2 separate regions of the Hordeum vulgare genome follow, and region 1 is linked to region 2. A link is a contact called in public Hi-C data. All regions are on one chromosome and are shown on one strand. The core of a region is the stretch at or near the end of the contact, and the rest is flanking DNA. Distances in the headings are between cores, read along the strand shown.

Evidence for each region. A called contact is a pair of places that touch in the nucleus more often than the background predicts.
Region 1: a Hi-C map of leaf shows a contact between it and region 2, with 3 times the contacts expected there. The contact joins the promoter of LOC123404307 here to the enhancer-like site in region 2. A contact is called at or near these places in 5 of 6 Hi-C or Micro-C datasets (leaf and seedling) and 1 of 1 datasets of contacts at active chromatin or transcription factors (embryo).

What each region holds. Positions count from the first base shown.
Region 1 is chr6H:406,970,183-406,976,457 of MorexV3_pseudomolecules_assembly, forward strand. It overlaps LOC123404307 (phospholipase A1-Ibeta2, chloroplastic-like), which reads left to right and starts at 4,688. Exons shown (of 1, transcript XM_045098234.1): 1 at 4,688-6,275. The coding sequence starts at 4,915.
Region 2 is chr6H:406,632,823-406,638,625 of MorexV3_pseudomolecules_assembly, forward strand. No RefSeq gene overlaps it. Among protein-coding and RNA genes, the nearest start is that of LOC123404307, 340 kb to the right of the region's middle. Within about 2 kb of position 3,024, at least 3 of the 3 cell types and tissues checked have open chromatin away from gene starts, as enhancers often do. A contact at or near this core is called in leaf and seedling, where this site is marked.

The DNA.
Region 1 (6,275 bases), core at 3,438-5,937, 340 kb after region 2:
GAATTTGGAGTCAAACTTTTTTGATGATCCTTGTTCGCCTTACTTCTTTCATTAAAGTTTTTTTCTCTATTTATAATTCTTCTTCCATGTTCTTGCTCCATGCTTGTGGAGCTGAGCACCTCTTATGCATTGTCTTCACAGCATTGTAGTTGTGGTCGTCGATGACTATGTTGTAAAGAGTGCAGAGATGGTGCGGAGTAGCTTGGACGGCTTTATATTTTGTTGCCTCTTTTGTTGGTGCTGGTAGCCTGCAAAACACGTACAAATGTGGTTGAGTTTCTCCTCGGGGTAATGGAAATTCAAGATCAAGATCATCTTCTTCTATAATGGCTAGGGAGTCTCAACGGATGGAGGATAAAACGGGGAACGCTGGACTTTTTTAGATAGGATAGATTATAAATATTTAACTCTCATTTCACTGTGATGCAACAGTAAGCAACAAACTTCTCCAAATAATCAGATGTTTCCCACAAACAGCTAGCTCCACCAGTTTCCATACAAAACGAAGATGCCACACCACTTAGGAACAATTGAAATTGAGAGCATGTGGTCAAATCTAGCAAAGAATTTCCAAAGATATGTCCCTCATGCCAAAAGAAAGCTGCAAAAATTGCATTGTCTAGGAGCAGATATTGAGTATCTAGCCACCATTGCTTAATTCTCAAGGACCCATGATCTAGGTACCACATCACACCAAAATTGCACAGATCGGACTCCTCAATTACACCTGGATTCGAGGGGAACATGGATAATGTACGATCTGAATCAAACTGACATCATGAACATAGCTCACTCAAAGTAACTCCTACTAGTGGTGGACATGACAAACGCAGTTCAAACCTCATACGCTCCTCAATTACCAGTGATAGCTTTGCATCATCTTTGTGATCCTTCACATCATCATTAGGAGCAGCTTTAGGCTTGTCAAACAACCCAGGCGGTAGCTCCAATATCTCTTGTGTATCCTTGTGTGTGGACGGCAGTGAAGATTTAGAGGTGTCGGAGTTGGAGTTGGGCCACACCGGCGACCCGGTGAATGCCGATGTGGTGGGAATGTTGATGTTAACGATGAAAACACTGTGACATGCGCCACATACCTCCACGAAAGCGAGCTCGGGTGAGATTTCGGTGGGGGTTACCGTATGTGTGAGCTTCGCATTGGTGTCGTCGGGGTCGGATCCCAAAACCTTGGCAACGTGGGTGGTTGTGTCGAGGGCGGGCTGGAAGGCAACTGTGGGTACAAGGAAGATGGCAACAGTGGCGTCACAGACCTCATTGATGATGTTGGTGGTGGTGACTTGGTGCGAGCATTTCGTCCAACACACGACGTGCGACATGGGGATGGAGGCACGGAGCGCATCGTGGATGACCTTGAGGACCTCCTCGTCCTTGATGGTGGAGGATAAGACATCTAGGACGGGTGTCGACGAGGCATGCATCGTCGTTGAGGCTGACAGATCGACAAGCGAGGTGACCATGGAAGGGTCACCCACCCGTGCAACACCGAGCACCACACTCATCTCTTCTGCTTTAGCACACAATCTCTCAAGATAGCACAACATCTCCTCATTGGCAGACATGGCATTCCACTCTAGTGGTTTGATAGTGGGCATGGCGTTGTTGTCGGTGGAGTTGGAAAAAAAATTGAAGGAAATTTAAAGGGGAAAGTGTGGTGACTGGCTCTGATACGTCTTGACACCTGATTTTGGCACGGTGCAAAATACAATTAAGATAGCCTCGAATGAAAAGGTGTTCAAAATGAAAAGGTTTTACAATGCCAAATAGAATTTTTTTGATTTCTAGGCCATCGTTGTCCAATTTCATCTTAAGGGCCGAAAGTGTATTCCAAATGCTAGAATTTAACTTCCCTAGTGATGTTCGACCAATTACACCTCCAAGACGACCTCAGATGAGTAATGTCTCTACATGGGTTGCCTTCATCTCGTCGAAGTGATCGATCTTGATATATACCATCCCAACCCGAGTTCGTATGCAGAAGTTCCAGTCAATAAGGTCTGGCCCGAACCAAGATCAAAATATTACGCTTGACATGAGACACATGTTGATAAGTGTCTGGTACAACACGTGAGCTATTATGCCCTCAAGATGAACTTGAATGGGAAAAAAGCTTCATCTCGTCGAGTCGATCGATTTTGATATATATGTCATCTCAATCCGAGTTCGTATGTGACCTGGAGGGACAAAACCAGATCAGGCTGAAGTTTTAGTCGGGAATCCGAGTGAAAAGTTTGACGGTCGAGTGAAGATTGCCGGCCAAGTGAGAAGATGTAGGGCGGATGAAAAGCTTGTTGTCCAGGTGAAATCATATTATTAGGATGAAGAAATATGATCGTACGATCCGAGTGAAGGATCCTAATATCCGATTGAAAAGGTTTGAATCCGAGTGACATTGGCCAATATCCAATTGGAAGCTGAAAGATAGGTCCAAAATGTTGTCTAGATATCTTGATATGGAAAAGGGTTCAAGAAGAGAGTTGTGCGTATCATCAAGGCGGTTAACTTATCTTTTGGAGTCATCGTCATCGGAGATGGTATGCAGCCTGCAGAAACGATATAAATTTCAGGCAGTACAGTCAGTCGTGTGGCCGAATCCGACTGGGAGTTGAATATGACCTCGCAGAGTATTGAAGATGGCCTTATTTGAAAAAGTGATCAACAAAATAATTGTTTGAATCGTCGATCTGGTAAATTTTGATATATAAATCGTCTCAATCGGAGGGTGTAAAAGATTCTATGGGCCGCGCAAGGACCAAGACAAGAATTTGGGCCAAATTTGGGGTTGAAACCGAGTTAGACTAGAACTAGGAGTCTAGTACGTGATTTGATGTAATTTTCTTCTATGAAAAGCCTAGATGGATCCTTTGCTTGTACAGGAAGTCCAACTTCCTCGTATATATATTGAAGGTGATCGCTGATTGAAACAACACACAATCGAAACATCAATATACTACATTTTCATCTACGTTTATCTCTCCATCGTTTTGATCTCTCGTTCTTCGTTGTTCCTCGAGTTTGAGATCTGCGAATCCCAAGGCTAGGGGCGAGTGAATCGACCAAGGACAGCCCATATCCGCCGCACTCGTTGACAGGGTCTCTCCCGGGCGTGTGGGGCTTCGGGTTTTCAAAAGCATCCGTCGACTGTCTTGCCTATCGCGGTGTCGGTCGGGTCTTCTTCGACGTGAGTTACGGTGCATCAGCCGCAATGTCGAGGGTACACGTGATATGTTCGTGTGTCAACAATACGAGACGTAAGGTGCTAGATATATCTTCTCTCTTTTATAGTTCTGACACACTCACAATCTGATATAGGAACCGAGTTACAAATGAATTGAAGATATTACAGAGAAGAGGAGAGATAAGAGAAGAGAAAATGAAGGGGAAGAAGATAGCCACCGTCGTCGGTTCGTTGATCCATTGGATACCCTCTTCGTCGTCTTTTTTTTCTTGAGTAATCCATCCTCGTCGTCTTCCTTTAATTACTTGTAGTCGTGTTGGTTGCTGGACGAACAAGACCCATGTGTGGCCCATGTAGGAGGGGCTCCTAACATACACGGTAGGTTTGACTAAGAAATTAGCAAAACCATTATAAGGGCATCTCCAATAGTTTGTATGTAATCTTGTTGGTAAAATTGTTCATGTCATCAACCAACAAGGGATCATACAACTACGTCAATGGTTTCATCTAAATTATCCAATAAGAGAAGAGGGAATAAATGCAATTGCTCTTTATGTAACCATGTAACTTGTGCAAGAGCTGTTGGTTAATCTACATACAATTTACTTCTTTTTTTTATTTATGTATTATCACATCATCGTATATTCTAGGTGTCAAAGTTTACCAACAACTATTTTACAGCCATTGATTGAAGATGCCCTAATCCCGTACTAGAGCGTTGTTGCGGACTCGTTAATGTCCTTACTCAAGAAAAAAATGGACTGTCAACGAAGCCTCTCGTGCTATGGTGTGGAACCCTGCTCGTTTCTCATGAAAGACTCCCGCCATCAACACTCGCCGGAGTAGAGAGGAGATCGGATCACCATACGGAGAAAACAATAGCGATATACACGGTAGGTTTGACTAACTCATTAACAAAACCATTATAATCCCGTACCAGAGCTTTGTTGCGGACTAGTTAATAGCACCCGCGGTCAACAGTGCACGCATCCAAACCGGGAGGAGGAGGTCATGACGACCGGTGTCAGTGTGAAGCCGAAGCCGCTGGACCAAGACCGGAAACCACATGCGAGGGAAGGGAAGGGAAGGGCTCGACAAATACTAAAAGAACCGGGCAACTGGGGAGGACGTCGACATGGTGTGCTTCCTTCGTCTTGGTCAATCCACGAAAATCCAACCCCGGGCACCGCGTGGTTAACTACGCACGCTTAACCGCCATTAGACTACTCTTCCGTACACGTACAATCGACACCGCATCTCGGGGAGGCTGGCAAGCTGGCCACGCATGCAGATGCAGAGAGGCGTACTACGGAGTAGAATTAGATAGACTATTCCCCACGCACACGCCGGCACTCGGCTCGGCACGCGGTGGGCTCTAGCCGAGTCTCTGTGCGCGGGCCAGCGCACCGCACCCGCACCGGCGACCTTGTCGCACGCTGGGGTGGCCATGGTATCGCGACGTCAAAGCGCATGGCAACTTGTGACCAACCACTTTGCTGCGCTCCCCGCTCAACAATTAATAATTGACCTGCGGGGCTCTTGAGTCTGGACCCTTCCCCCTCCCCGCTATATAGCTCGAGCCAGACATGGTGTGTCTCTCATCTCGCTTATTTACTACTAGTCGTAGCTCGGAATCGGAGGCTTGCGATCGGGAGTAGTAGGGGTAGTTGATCCTGCTACATCATACATAACCTAACCTGCTGTTTACGGAGCAGCCGATGTCAATTGCCGCGGCCGTCACCGGAACCGCCACCGCGGCGGTGCATGCGCCCGTGCACCACCCGCCACACCACGCCTCCACGCAGCGCGCGGCGGGGCGGCGCGAGCAGTCGCCGCTCAACCCGGGCTCGCAGGCGCTGCGCGCCGCCGGGTCCGGGGCCTCGCCCGCCGCGGACGGAGGCGTGAGGACCCACATCGCCAACCTTGACCGCGTGCTCGGGAAGCCGCCGAGGACGCCGAGCCAGGCGGGGCCGCCCAGCAGCAAGCAGGAGCAGGAGAGCGAGCAGGAACCGCTCAACATCAGGCACGGCCTGCTCAACGCGCTCAACCTATCCTTCTTCGTGCCCATGCCCGGGATGCGGGCGCGCATGGCCGCGGACGAGCACATGTCGCCGCGCAGCCTCATGCACATGCAGCAGCTCCTCTCGGCCGACTCCCCGCGCGCCTCCCCGAGGAGCACCATCGGCCCCCGGTGGCGCAGCCTCCACGGGGAGGGCGGCTGGGCCGGACTCCTCGACCCGCTCGACTCCGACCTCCGCCGCGAGCTCCTCCGCTACGGCGACTTCGTGCAGGCGGCGTACCAGGCCTTCCACTCGCTGCCCACCGCCGCGGCGAGGCACCGTGGCCTCATGCTCCCGGACCGCTCCTACCGCCCCACGCGCAGCCTCTTCGCCACCTCCGCGCTCTCCATGCCGCCGTGGGCCAAGCGCCCCAACACCCCCGAGTGGCTCACGCAGCAGTCCAACTGGATCGGCTACGTCGCCGTGTGCGAGTCCGAGCGGGAGGTCGCCCGCATGGGCCGCCGGGACATCGCCATCGTGCTGCGCGGGACGGCCACCTGCCTCGAGTGGGCCGAGAACCTGCGCGCCTCGCTCGTGCCCCTCGACGGCGAGACCGGCGAGGGCAAGCAGGCCGGACCGGAGGACCCCAAGGTGGCGCGCGGATTCCGGAGCCTCTACAAGACGGCCGGGGAAAAGGTGAATAGCCTCTCGCAGGACGTCATGGACGAGGTGAGACGCCTCATGGAGAAGTACAAGGGCGAGGAGCTGAGCATCACGATCGTCGGGCACAGCCTCGGCGGCGCGCTGGCGCTCCTGGTGGCCGACGAGATCGCCACCACCGTACCCGACGCCCCGCCGGTCGCCGTGGTCTCCTTCGGCGGCCCCAAGGTGGGCAACGCCGCGTTCGTGGAAAAGCTGAAGCAGAGCGGCAAGGTCAACGTCCTCCGCATCGTCAACGCCGGCGACATGGTGACCAAGGTGCCCGGGGTGGCGCCGCGGCTGCCGCTGAGCAAGGAGCAGTATCAGCACGTGGGCGCGGAGCTGCGCATCGACAGCAAGAACTCGCCGTGCCTGCGCCC
Region 2 (5,803 bases), core at 1,774-4,273:
AGTACAGAGGCTTGTAATGCTTTAGTGACAAAAAAATTCTCCCGATTATCACGCACCGCTCTCCATAATCTCCTCTATCCTCAATTAACTGTCAGTTCATCTCTCCTGCTTCGCCCCCGCCGCTGAACTCTCCCTGCACCGCCCTGATTCGATCCCGTTTCTCCCCTACTCCCGATCCACCTCGCCGTCGATCTGCTTCGATGCCGTGCCTTGCCCTGCTTCTGACACATCTGGCCAGCGACGCCCAGATTGGACCGCTACCCACCAACAATCCTTATTTTCCCTGATTCCACCTCGTATGTGCACCATCCCAGCATTAGGCAACCACTGCCTCCGTTGTTCCAACACGCCAGACCGTTCATGCCTCTGGCCGTGGCACTGGCGCCAGCAGGGTGGGGGTGACAGTTAGGTTCATCTGCAACCATTTATTAGTATCAGCAGCGGCAGAATTGCAGAACGCTGCTGCCATCGTCCTTCCGCTTCAGCAATTGACATAGGATGCCATTCATCTTATATCTTGTCTGTCTAGAATTCCATTGTTCTGAATCATACTAGTTGTGTTTTGATAGCTTAAAATTGATGTCCCAATATCCATGCTTTATAAGCATGGTACTTGTGCTTTTTCAGTCCAGTTTATTTGCATCAGTAGAACCATCCATGATGAGCATCATGCATGTGCTTCTCCGGTCCAGTTTTTTCTTTTTTTTGCATCAATTGCTGAAAATAATTTTTACACCGCAAATAATTGATGCACACACATGTTGGCACCATGCATCTATAATTTTCTCTTTTCAGTTTCAAAATTATATGCTTCCAATAGGTATTAGCTACATTAACTGAGATAGCAAGAAATTGATGCCTTGTAATATCTATGCTGGGCAAGCTAGTAATTTTGCATATCCAAATTAGTGTGTTAACAGTGTATGTATCAATTGTGTGCTACATCCATTTGTGATGGCATTATAATTTTTTCCTAATTAGATATGCTTCCTTTATCTATCATATATTCTTCTGTTTAATATATGTTCTGTTTCACACGATGATAATCATGCTTTGTCTGCTGGTCACTTATGCTTTTTCTGTACAGATATTCGGCTGCACATAGTGACACTCATGATTTCTTTGTTTCCCATATATGCTCTCTTTGTTTATGCGCATTGCTTCCATGCTACTCATGTATTATTTTATTAATTTTATTCTTGTCATGCCATGCTCATCTATTATAATGTACACTACATATATACCTCTCCTCTTGGTTTTTTTCCTTCCATAGTTCTAGCATTCAATTTGTTTTGGTTTATTTTTCCCATCTGTCTTCAGCGACGTAATGTACACATTCTCTACTTCATTAGTATTATAACTTACATGCAATACCAATTGTTGGGTCCTACATTTGACATGTACGCATCCTGCTTAACCAATGTATGCTTCAATTAATTGTGTGCTACCCCTTCAGGGCCAAGATGTGCAAATGATACAGGTCTATATGGAGTCGCCTGTTGCATGCATGCCTAAGAAGCATGGCGACAACAGGGTCTACTCACCTTACAATGAAGATGACGGTCTCCTATATGAAGGGAAGAGGAAACATACGATATGAATTTAAGAGACATTGTACTACCGGTGACTTAGGAAGCAAGAATTTGTGGGGCATTTGAAATATGTTGTATGAACGGATGAAGTGTACAAAAACTAATTTATGTTTCGTTATAATCAAATCAGTTTTTGTAATGGAAACACTTTTCTAGTGAATGGAAGCAAAGTATTCTTGAGATGGAAACATAATGAAAGTTTATGAGAATCAATTTTTTCCATATGAAGAAAATAATTCTCAAATGCATTTTTTTGTTACATGAAAGCAAGGTTATTGGACGTAATTTTTCATTAGATTGCAACACAAGAAAATTGTGTATTTAGTCAAAGCAAATTTTATTGCGTTCGAAACAAAATAAAGTCACACTTGATACACTCCAAATAAATGCATCTGCGAAAATAAATATATTTTTAGAAATTTGTTTGTTGAAAACAAATCACAATTAGTACTCGTTAAAACTGATTAAACGTAATTAGTGGAAAATCTCATACCTAACATGGCGCACCCTTTAATGAAGCAACCAAACATATCACGCATGAAGGTTGTACCACATCAGATCTGACGAACATGATACATCTCATCCTACGGTCATCTACCGGTCTGATGAAAAGCAGGGATCAGTAGTCTGATCCCTAAATGCTCTTTAAGGATCGACATTGCAGATACCTAAAAGCTAGTTTTGCTCTATTTATTGGTTATCTTTGCAGATCCAATCGTCGTTGCCCGTCCCTGGAGCCGCTGGGTCCTATCACGGCTTTATCTCCCGCCATCCGGTGGTCCGTGGACGTGACGTGATTTTGCCTTTCCTGGTCCATATTCGCGGTCGGTTCGTCAAGCGTGCATGATAGCGCCGTAGACGTCCACGACCTCTGCCACCGCCACCACACAGCTGTTGATGTACAGCTTATCGGCACCAGACAAAGTTTAACACGTGATAAGTGCTGCGACCCCATCTTTTTAATCCATGGAAGCAGAGCGTGAACTGTGCTCGAGCTCGTCTATTTCGCTTCGATTTATGCTAACCATCTCAAGACCATAGACTGCACGTGGTGGTTGAGCCGGCTGGGTCGGTACTACGTGGTGCGCATCGTCCCCGGAGCACGAATATGTCAGCTATGGGGGTCCTCGTCTCGTCTCATCGACCGGATATCTCTGATTTGCCTAACATTTCTGCACAATCATGTATGCATCATCCCTATGGAACACGTGCGTGCGTGCGCCCGAGAGAACTCCAGAGAGTACAGAAAGTAAAGCGGACACGGCAAAACCTCTTGGGGATCGATTACTTTTGGGACGAATTCGGCTAGATTCCCTCGGAAAGCAAAGTGCCGCCAAGCTTTTCGTCAGTCACAACTCACTACTCACAACGTACTGCGGATTGAGCACGAGGAACTCGATTTATATAGATTTGGCGCAGAGGTGGTGATTCGGAGACGCGATAGGGAGATCTCGGCCGTTCCTCGTGGAGGGGTCCACCGGATACCGCGACGGGACAGCAGAAAATGGACAGACGCGACGTCTAGCAGCCGGCAAGTTCAGTCTCACTCTTATCGACGCAGGAGAGGCAGCAAAGGCGAAATCTTTGGGCATCCCACTCCTGGAGCAACTACATCCATCCATTTCGTTCACAGACATCGGTTTAAATTGCAGTGAATAAAAAAATGACACACGCATCGATTCAAACAAACGCGTGTTTATTTTTCATCTCTCGCGATCCATCGATTCAAACAAACGCATGTTTATTTTTCATCCTCTTACGATCCATCCTGGATGTAAATTTTGACATCATTTGTGTCGCCGTGAACACGAAGTAGACACGCGCCTCATCCGTGGGATCCTTCATCCCCCCTTCCCATACACACACCCATCGTCCGCAAGCACACAAACCCTAGGCCGGCAACCCCATTTTCCCCCGGTCACCCTAGCTCTACAACAGCAAATCCACCAGCGGGGTTCCTCTTTCATCCCGGTCTTGCAGACCTATTGATGGATCTACGGCGGTGATAGGGTTTGGCAAAATTTTGCGCATCCTGTCGGCGGGATTTGGCGAATCTGACCGTCGGTGGACTGCGCTTGCCGTGGACTGGCCGGGTGTCGGTCCATCAGGTCCGGGCAATCCCTCGGTGCGACATGCAGGCGCTCAATCCGCCTCTAGCCGCTCGCGTCTGACCCGTCGTAGGTTCGCCGGTAAGGCCATGACCGCTCGCCACCCTGGCTGGGCGTTGACCCAAAAGCTTGCCAGCTCACCTTTGTCGTTCGTACAGTGTGACGACTGCTTGCTGCAGGTCATCCGACGCGTTTTTTGGACGTCGGAACATCCCGGTTGGGGGTTCGTGAAGTGCAAAAATGATGGGGTACGATTTTCGTTCGAGCTTTTGCTCTTCGCTCGATGCAATTTCGGTAGCTTATTATTTGCTTAATATTGTGTGTAGGATGGATGTAATTTTTGATATTGGGAAGACGAGTACATCAATCTATTGATATCACGAAATTTGCTAGATGTCCATGCACTTTTATAGGTATAGATGAGACTAAAAAAGACACCAAAGGAGAACCAACGTCTAATTCTTTAACATCGAAGAAGAAAGACGGTGTGCTCAAGAATCCACAGATCAACAACGAAAATATAGAGAAGATCTTAGTCCAACTAGTAGCAGCAGTTAAGGAAGTTGGACATCTTTTAAGATGTTTAATTGTAGTTCTTTTATTCTTTGGTATTATATTCGTAGCAAAGAATTGGTAAAATGTATTAAAATGCATTTGCTGAAATAAAAATAACGTTCAAATCCGAAGGAAAATGGATGTTGGACGACCGTGCGGACGAAAAATAGGTCGGCGCGTCGGGCGCACGACCGACCCATTTCTAAAAGAGGGCGGACATGCCGACCCAAACGGACAAAAGGCGAACAAAGCACGCGCTCGTTTGGGTCGTGCGGTTGGAGTTGCCCTTAGGTTCTTATTTTTTGCTTTTTATTTTATATACTAGCAAAAGAGCCCGTGTGTTGCAATGAAAAACATACAACACTCTTTCTAACCCAATAACCATGAGTGAAGACCCCAATAAGCGCACATCCTTTCTTTCAACACATGGTCTCTCATTTATATTACCACTTATCCTCCTTCCCAGTTTCCACCCTCGTCAACAGTGGCATCGGTGCTCATATAATCACAACACGCTTGAATGTTATCAATTCTAAGGCGTCTCTCTTGACATAAGATAAAAAATATGTCATTTCTGTAAGGTTTTGACGAGGCATGCATGTGTGGATAGAGATGTTTTTTTCGTCCATGATTCTTGTTTTGCTGAGGTGTTGATTTTCAATCTCAATCATCATTGATATAAAAGAAAGATAGATCATGCATTATTTATTAACGTTACATCCTAAGTATCATTTTTAAATATTTATCAGATAAAACAACATCATATTCAGATTAAAATTTTTAATCAAATTTCATATATAATATGTTAAATTTAACGTCACAGTTAAATTTAGAGTTACGTTTAAATGATATGGATATTTTAAAAAACATTTAATATGTACTATGTGTTGATTAATCCAATTATTGTTTTTTTGACAAAAGTAGAAACTTAATTAAAAATTGGACTCTAGGTTGATTACCAAAAACACCAAGGAGTTATCTGGACAATAGCATAAAGGATAAAAAAATATTTTTGCTTATTTGTAGGTAATAGATTTATTAGTAGGTAATGTATGTATGGTGGTGATATTCGGCACCCTAGGCGAGGAATGATTATTCTTCATCCACCTCTATTTTAACATCAATGCTCCGTAATTTTATGTTTCGTAAATTTTGTCTTATTCATAGGTAAAAAGAGACCGTAAGAAAATATATAATTACCATAAAAATATTTTATGCGAGATAAAATTGCAAACATAAAAAATAGTGTAAAATATACAATAAAATCATTTTTTCTAGTCTTGTGACCTATATTTCTGTTTCTTATGTCAAATTTTATATAGTGAATCAATATAAATGTAACTATTTGTATTCCAAATATAATTTACTAATAAATTGATGTAAGATTATCTCGATGAAGAATAATTATTGTGCATCATGGATGATATGTATATATATCCAATTGCACCAGAAAAGAAATCATGCTTTTATAGCCAATTGCTGGACACCATAACATTACAGAAGCATCATTCTTGTAATGTATTTTACCAACCGTTTTAAACATAAATT